Linked DNA regions of Pan troglodytes: all the other regions are linked to region 1. A link is a contact called in public HiChIP or PLAC-seq data. All regions are on one chromosome and are shown on one strand. Each heading gives the region's core, a stretch centred on a gene start, on an enhancer-like site or on the middle of the called end of the contact. The rest is flanking DNA. Distances are from core to core; before and after follow the strand shown. Region 1 holds the start of DHX9 (DExH-box helicase 9). Region 2 holds the start of RNASEL (ribonuclease L). Region 3 holds the start of RGS16 (regulator of G protein signaling 16).

Region 1 (2,644 bases), core at 52-2,551:
ATTATAAGAGCAAGAATTCGGGCGGGCGCGGAGGCTCACGCCTGTAATCCCAGCACTTTGGTAGGCCAAGGCGGGCGGATCACGAGGTCAAGAAATCGAGACCATCTTGGCCAACATGATGAAACCCCGTCTCTACTAAAAATACAAAAATTAGCTGGGCGTGGTGGCGCGCGCCTGTAGTCCCAGCTACTCCGGAGGCTGAGGCAGGAGAATCACTTGAACCAGGGAGACGGACGTTGCTGTGAGCCGCCATCGCGCCACTGCATTCCAGTCTGGCGACACAGCGAGACTCTTGCAAAAAAAAAAAAAAAAAAAAAAGGGGGCGCAAGAATTCAAGAAAACGTAGCCTGACTCCAGATCTACTACCTTCCACCACTACGCATTTCTGCTTCAAAATACGTCCCCTATCCATTCGTTTCTCCCCATCTCTCCTGCCACCACTACTGCACACCCGGGCTAGTGAAATATTGTCCTACACGGTTTTTGTTTCCACTCTTGCCACCCTAAAACCCATTCTCCTTTGAAGGCCTTCTCGCCACACTCCAGTCACATGGCCTGCTTTCAGCTCCCGCCCAGTTTCTGCCCTTAAGCGATAACTAATCCCTTCCGCATCTGCAGGCTCTGCTTTTCCTTCGCGTTGGCCGAGGTTATCAGCTCAAAGCCTCCCTCCTTCGAGACGCCTTACCTCGCTATACTAGCCAAAGGCGCTCTCCCTTTACATTCTTCAATTTCTTTTTGCTCTACCCACAAGGCCTGCACGACGGCGCCAGTTATTCGTGGCTTGAATGAATGACTGAAAGGCCCTAGGCCAGTGGCGCCCAGGCGGCAACCACCACAGGCGAAGCACCCCCTTCCCTCAGCCGCCGCGGTGCCCCGGCGTACGCAGGCCAGAGGAGGAAGCGGGCTTTGCCTGCTAGAGGCAGCAGCGGGAAACGCTGGGCGGAGGGGAGGGGGCCACAGGCTGCCCGGACGGCGCAAGCGCATCGCGGCGAGGCGCGCACGCAACCCGCAATCCGGGGACCCGCGGGCGGCTCGTCCCTTCCCCCACCCCCAGCCGCCGCCGCCGCCCGCGCTTCGCAACAAAGCCGGCTGCGGAGCCATGGTCCACGCCGCCCGCCCGCGACCCCGCCGCCCCGCACGGTAGCCGGAACGTCTCTCCCTTACCAGCCTTCGCTTCCTGGTGCCCAGCTCTTAGGACCGTGTGTGACTCTGGCCTTCTACCGAGACAACAGAGAAACGCACAGCAACTCGCATGGAGGAATCGGCGAAATGGCTCCGACCGCGGCGCTAGGGGGCGGGGCCAGCGAGCGTACGCATGCGCAGAGCGCGTGCCAGGGCGGGGGATGGCGAGGGCGCGCCAATGGAGGGGGCGGGGCTCAGCCACCTCGCGGCGCGGAAGGGTTTCGTTGCTAGGGAGATGGGCTGAGCCGGGCGGGCATCGCGCCAGACCTGCTGCTCTGGATAATCCACTACCCTGGATAATCGGCTGCCCGCTTTTGCGCATGTTAGGGAGTTGACGGCCTGTAGCATTCTGATGCAGCAAAATATTTCGCAGGGTCTGTCATAGGGATCTCCGGTGAGAGGAGGTTCCCTTCGAAGGCAGAACTGGAAACCTTGCTGCTAACTTGGTAGGGTTGTTGAGATAATTACATGAGATGGCATATGAAGGGCGGCTTAGTTCAATACCTGGCACGTAGTAGGTGTTCAGTGGGCGTAGTTACCGGATTGATTCAGATAGTCTGAACGCCAGTGTCTCTTGAAAGAAAGAAACTGGCCGGGCGCGGTGCCTGTAATCCCAGCACTTTGGGAGGCCGAGGCGGGCGAATCACTTGGGGTCAGGAGTTTGAGACCAGCCTGGCCAGCGTGGTGAAACCCCGTTTCTACTAAAAAAAAAAAAAAAAAAAAAAACAAAAATTAGCCGGGCAGGGGGGCGGGCGCCTGCAATCCCAGCTGCTTGGGTGGCTGGGCGGGCTCCTGCAATCCCAGCTACTCGGGAGGCTGAGGCAGGAGAATCGCTTGAACCCCGGGGTCGGGGGCGGCGGCGGAGGTTGCAGTGGGCCGAGATCACGCCATTTTCTGGGCGAGAGAGCGAGACTCCGTCTCAAAAACAAACAAAAAACCATGAAAGAAATAAGCTCAGTGAAGGCGGGCATTCTGCCTGGCTAACGCAGGTCGCTCCTTGCCGTGCCTGGAACATTACTTAAGTGCTCAGCAAACTACTTTAAGGTAGGAATAAAATCTGCAAGGTTGCTTTTGTTTAAATTGGATAACCTTTTGTGTTCCAAGTCTTTGGAGTAATTTTGTGTTCCAAGTCTTTGGAATAATTGTGTCCTTAATTATTATACTAGTCAGTGTTAAATTTTGAAACTCCAGTGCTTCCCATGAAGGTAATGATACAAAACATTTCCAGCTGGGATTGTTCCAGGGAATCCAGACTAATGAATTATCTGGGCTCATTATATCTATGGATCTTTATTTTTCACCTCTTTCCTTATGTTTTTCTTAATCCTTCTAGCTGATAGTGATCACTCCCTTTAAAACTGGCATTCTTAAAATCAGAACAACATAGTTTAGCATTTACTTATTATTTTCTTCATGTGATTGTTCTCCTTAATTAAGAATAAAATCATTGAAAGAAAGACCT
Region 2 (2,644 bases), core at 91-2,590, 250 kb after region 1:
GCTGGGATTACAGGTGCACAACACCACACCTGGCTACTTTTTGTATTTTTAGTAGAGACGCGGTTTCACCATGTTGGCCAGGCTGGTCTTGAACTCCTGAACTCAGGTGATCTGCCTGCCTCGGCCTCCCAAAGTGCTGGGATTACAGGTGTGAGCCACCGCGCCTGTCCAACAAGTATTAATTAAATGAATAATGGGTTAAGGATTTTTGAACTTTGTCCTGAAAATGATGGTGGGTCAATGATGCAGGGTGGAACAATGGATGAAGGGCTAGGAAGCAAGTCATCAGTTTCTTGCTATAAATGATGACAAGGACTCGACTGGTCATCCCTTTGCAGATGAAAGCAAGAGACTTGGTGTTGGGATGAGGATGAGGGGTGGCCTCCGGGTGATGGTGCCATCTGTGGAGATGGAATAAGTGGGAGGAGGGGCAGATTTAGGAAAAGATGAGTATTTCCATTTGACACATATTCAAGATTTGTAGGTCTAAAGCTCAGCAGAGAGGCTGGGGTTAGAGAGCGAGGCCTGGGAATCCCTGGTGTATAAGGGGTGGTAGAGGCCCCGGGTCTGGATGGTGTGACACAGGTGGTCGTCAAGTGACCATGCACTACTTGTTGTTCACAAGTCCCAGGGCTTTGTCTCCCCAGCAAGACTGGGTATTCTTTGGGGATGGAAATACTTTCCACTACAGCACTAAGTACACAGTACACAGCTCATTGCTAGGAAGATAGTCAAGAACAGAACTTGTAGAGCAGAAAGGAACCTTCAAAACCAAGTTATAGGAGAGAACTGAGGCCCTACATGGTTAAATCACATGCCTGAGGTCACTCAGCTAAGCAGCCACAGAGCTGGCTGTAGGATCAGGTCTCCAGACTGCCAGTCCGGTACCCTCCTGAGAAGGCCGCACTGCCTCAGAGCTGTGAGTTGAGTGAGCTGAGACAGGTGACAGGGCTTGGGCTTTGGGCTTACTTAGCTTCTATGAGCCTGCGTTTCATAATCAACAAGATTGTCAGGGGTTAACTGGGACCATGCTGCACGTAAAGCATTGTGTCTGGAACACAATAGGTGCTCAATATGTGTTTACTTTCCATTCCTTTCTTCCAAGAAGACCAGAATTTGCAATGACAAAAGAAAGGACGCAAGAGTGATGGATGCAGTTGGCTGCTGCCACCTGAAAGGCTGCAAGACTGAGAGGTGAGTGACATGACCCCGGGCATCACATTCCTCATCAGCAGACAGAAAGTGGCTATTGCTTTCCTCCAGAAGGTGTGCAAGTAGAAGCTTTGCTCCTGGTGCCAGAGTGAGCCTGTGGCTGCTTTCCCTCCCACACTCCTCACTCCTTTCTTGGCTCCGCCCTGCTGGCTCAGTGACGCAGCAGGAGGAAACTGCTCGGGCTGCAAGCAGTCTTCCAGGCTTTGCGGCTGCCAAAGGAATAATTGAGACGTCTGAGTTGAGCAGGTAAGGCAGGCAGAAGGAGGAAAGCTAGAAAACCTCGATAAGTCGATCCTGAAGAATTCTTGGGCTTTGGAGACTGGAGAGGCCAGGGGCTGGAGGACTTGGGAAGTGGGAGGGGAGCTCCCAGCCCTTGGCTGCCCGGAAGGATCTTCCTCAGTGCCCTTCCAGAGTTCTGTCAGAGTCCACACGTCATTTATCCATGTCCTCAGTTTCTCAGGCATCTCTTTGCGACTTACTCAGGTCGCACAGAGAAAGTGAAATTGAAAGCAGGATTGTCTGTTGGAGTACTTCCGCAGGCTCGTCTCTTCTCGACTCTGATGCGTCACTCAGGGCTTCCTTGATATTTCCTCTCCTTCCCGGCTCCTTTGTTTATACCAGCCCACCTCACATCTGATTGTAATGGGGACGGTCTACACAAACACTTTGGTTCAAAGATTTCATTGCCTGGTGATCGTGTATGTGTTGCACAATTAATTAAACTTCTAAGAGGCTAATCAATTAACCTCTGAGGCTTTGAAACTGTCAGAGTGGTGAGATTGCTGAAAAAGGGTTGCTTCGTGAATTCTATAGCAGATGCAGTAATTTAAATATTCAGGTAACAGTTTCGGGCTGTCTGATGATTGAACTGGATCTGTAATTCTCAGATCTGATTGACAGTTGGACGAAATTGATAGCTGCCAGTTGCCTATTCGTGTAGTAGCTATATGCACATGTGTAGGGAGAATAGAATTCACTAAGCAATTTATTTTTTCATAAAGGGATATAATTAGCTCTAACATTCATTGAGCGGCTAATATTTGCAACACTCCATACTTTAATGTACTTTACACACGACTGTATTTATTTTTGTCTCCATTTCAGGAAATAGAAAATTGAGATTCAACAATCCAAGGTTACAGGAAGTAATAGTAAAAAATTACACAGCCACAAGCTCAAACTTAGATCTCCCTAAGGTTAGAGTACAAGCTCTTTTCACTACTGCAGATACTCCTTGACTTATGATGGGGTTACATACAGATAAACCCTTCCTAAATTGAAAATATTGTAGGTCAAAAGCACATTTAATACACCTAATCTGCTGAACGTCATAGCTTATCCTAGCTTACCTTAAATGTGCTCAGAACACTTACATTAGGCTACAGTTGGGCAAAATCATCTAGCTCAAAGCTTATTTTATAATAAAGTGTTA
Region 3 (2,644 bases), core at 55-2,554, 230 kb after region 1:
ACTGCATGGACAGTCAGATGACCCAGTACCAAATCATGCACGATCCTTCTATCTCTTCCTCCATTAACCTCTCTATGCTTCAGTTTCCCCATCTGTAAAACAATGGTCAGAGGACCTTCTTCAGAGGTTAGTGTGAGGATTAAATGAGACGAGGACTGTGAGAGCCATAAATGTAGAGCACAGTGGAAGTGTGCACACCAGTTGTTAGTGACTGTCATTGTGTTTACTGCAGCCAGGGTGTTTGGGACGCCTGGGGACTTGGATCCAGAAAGTTCCCCTGTGGTCACATTTGGAGCAGCACTACAGCTAGATGGCTGGCGGAGGAGGCGTGGCTCACCCAGGCTCAGTCACACAGCTCACCGCGTGTGCCCCCCTGCTCAAATGTGTGGGGCCTATTAGGGAGAGCTCATTTCTATCTCTGCAAAAACATCATGCACCCCCTGCTGTGCTCTTCTCTCTGTCCACCTGGGCCTGTTTCTAGGACAGCTGCTGTGTCAGAGGCTGAGGGCCTGGGAGCTTGTGAAAGGACCACCTGTTCCCATTGCTTTCTCCGGCCCTTCTCCCCCGCCGCCACTCTGCCGGCCCAGCCTCCCAGCTGCTCACACATCACACCACGTTTCTCCCTCTGCTCAGGTGTTGTGAGCACATTGTGAGAGGCATGATCCCTTCCAACTTGTCGCCACATTACAGCTAGTGTTGGTGCTTTTGTTGAGCCTCCCCTGCTTTCCTATAAAATGGTTTTTCTTCTGTGCCCCTGCACCAGACTGCCCCACCCCCACCCCCTACTCTCCCTGTTGACATGGGGACTCCTGGAAGGTGACTCAAAGGAGGAGGAGGTACCCCACAGAAAGTAGGTCCTTAACTCCCAGGAGATGACAAAGCCCCTCCCATGCCTCTGACCTGACATCTCTGCACGTGTGTGTGGTATTCACATGTTGGGGCTTGCTGTTCCTGGGGTCCTTGTGTCTCATCTGTGGCCTAGGTAAGCACCTAGAAATTTCTGACTAGAACAAGGAGGAGAAATGGCCTGAAGTAGCAGCCAAGGTCCAGGGGGAGAGATGCTCAGAGGCTAGGGAACATGGGGACAAGGCATTGAATAGCCCTGGGGTTGGACCTTGTGGATAGAACTGGGTTTCTAGCCTGGCACTCCCATTTACTAGGTGTGTCACTGTGGGGAGATTACTTACGCACCGATGTCTGTTTCCCCTTCTGTACAGGTGGCATCTGTAAGGCCCTGAGTCCAGCGTTGGATCATGGAGGGCCCTAAAAATGGTAGTTTCCTTTTCTCTAAGACAGGGCCTGGAGGAAGACCAGACATCAACCTTCCAAGCTGGCTGAAATCGTCTTACTGTCTGACACAGAGCCGGATTCTCCCTAGTACATGCTGCTCTGGAATACCTAGGAGAGGAAGAGGAAGGAGGCAAGGTAAGCTGGGGGCTTTTCACACTAAAGGCCTACAGAGGGGTAGGTGGAGTCGGCATAGGTGCCATGTGTGTTTGGTGTCTTGCTTCCAACTCTAGCTGGGCTCTGGAGCCACTGATGTCTGCTTGACCCTTCCCTGATTTTGCTCCAGTTTGCTCTGCACTGGGAGACTGCAAGCCACAGGGGGAGGGGAGTGTAAGAGGGCTGCAGAGTAATAAGTTTCACTGCATAATTCAGCCCTCCTGGGACCCATTTCCAGAAAGCTGACTGGCTGAAGTTTAGCTGAGAATGCCTGCAATCTGGAGGATCTGGGGCAGGCAGGGTTGACAGTTAATCTCCAAGGATATTCACCATGTTTGGAGTGGGATTCATTCACTCATTATTTAATGAGTGTCTCTATTGTGTTAGACACTGCACTAGGCACCGAGATTTGGGCTCCAGACCTCCCTGAGGCCGTTTTAGACCTGTCCAAGTAAGCATCCACATCTCAAAGGCAGCTTTGGAATGGAGGAGAGAACACTGAATGTCTCTGGAAACAGAGGTAGTCTGATATGTTGAGTTTTCCAAGAAATGAGGGTGGTTGGCCACTCATAGAGGTTCTCCTCTGCGAAGGTCTTTCAGTTCCCTGCCCCTACACACACACACACACACACACACACACAAACACACACAATATTTGAGAGTAAAACAATGTTCTCTCCTCACCTATTCTATATCCCCGTTCTCTTGACACAACAGTTAGGCCAAAGAGCAGAATACTTTCCTCTTGCCCACGATGTTACACATCAGCACTGGCTGTTGCCTTGGTGAGAGAATATGGTGTGGTGAGCGATGGTCAGAATCCCTCCTCTACTCCCAGATTAGGGGTGGCACCTGTTAGATTTCTTCTGGTGCTTATTTCCTTCTAGAGATAGAGGCACCATCTGGGGTGCTGTGCCTGTCTGACTTTCCAGTTCTAAAATAAAAATGTGCTCCATCCTCAGTTTGCAAAGGACTAGGGGACGGGAAATATAAACATCACCTTTCAGTCATTTGCAAATCCCAGGCCTCACGTTTCCCCCCTCTAATCTTTCATTCTGACTGGCTTCTCAGGGTCTTGGAAAATCATTACAGTAAAATGCAGATTCTAATAAGCCTTGTTTCTAAGTCTTAGTGAATGGAAACGAGATACTCTCAGAAAAATGACTTTTGTGACAAAGGTGAAGAAGGCAAGGAGGAGGTA

The links. HiChIP or PLAC-seq counts read pairs in DNA pulled down with a chosen protein or histone mark.
Region 2: a contact with region 1 is called in an H3K4me3 HiChIP or PLAC-seq map of stem cell-derived excitatory neurons, with 3 times the contacts expected there. The contact joins the promoter of RNASEL here to the promoter of DHX9 in region 1. A contact is called at or near these places in 2 of 7 Hi-C or Micro-C datasets (induced pluripotent stem cells and stem cell-derived neural progenitor cells) and 1 of 1 datasets of contacts at active chromatin or transcription factors (stem cell-derived excitatory neurons).
Region 3: a contact with region 1 is called in an H3K4me3 HiChIP or PLAC-seq map of stem cell-derived excitatory neurons, with 7 times the contacts expected there. The contact joins the promoter of RGS16 here to the promoter of DHX9 in region 1. A contact is called at or near these places in 2 of 7 Hi-C or Micro-C datasets (induced pluripotent stem cells and stem cell-derived neural progenitor cells) and 1 of 1 datasets of contacts at active chromatin or transcription factors (stem cell-derived excitatory neurons).

Annotation. Positions count from the first base shown.
Region 1 is chr1:66,268,919-66,271,562 of NHGRI_mPanTro3-v2.0_pri, forward strand. DHX9 (DExH-box helicase 9) reads right to left here and starts at 1,302. Exons shown (of 28, transcript XM_003308631.6): 1 at 1,165-1,302.
Region 2 is chr1:66,516,305-66,518,948 of NHGRI_mPanTro3-v2.0_pri, forward strand. It overlaps RNASEL (ribonuclease L), which reads left to right and starts at 1,341. Exons shown (of 7, transcript XM_524990.5): 1 at 1,341-1,458.
Region 3 is chr1:66,494,623-66,497,266 of NHGRI_mPanTro3-v2.0_pri, forward strand. RGS16 (regulator of G protein signaling 16) reads left to right here and starts at 1,305. Exons shown (of 6, transcript XM_003308627.7): 1 at 1,305-1,425.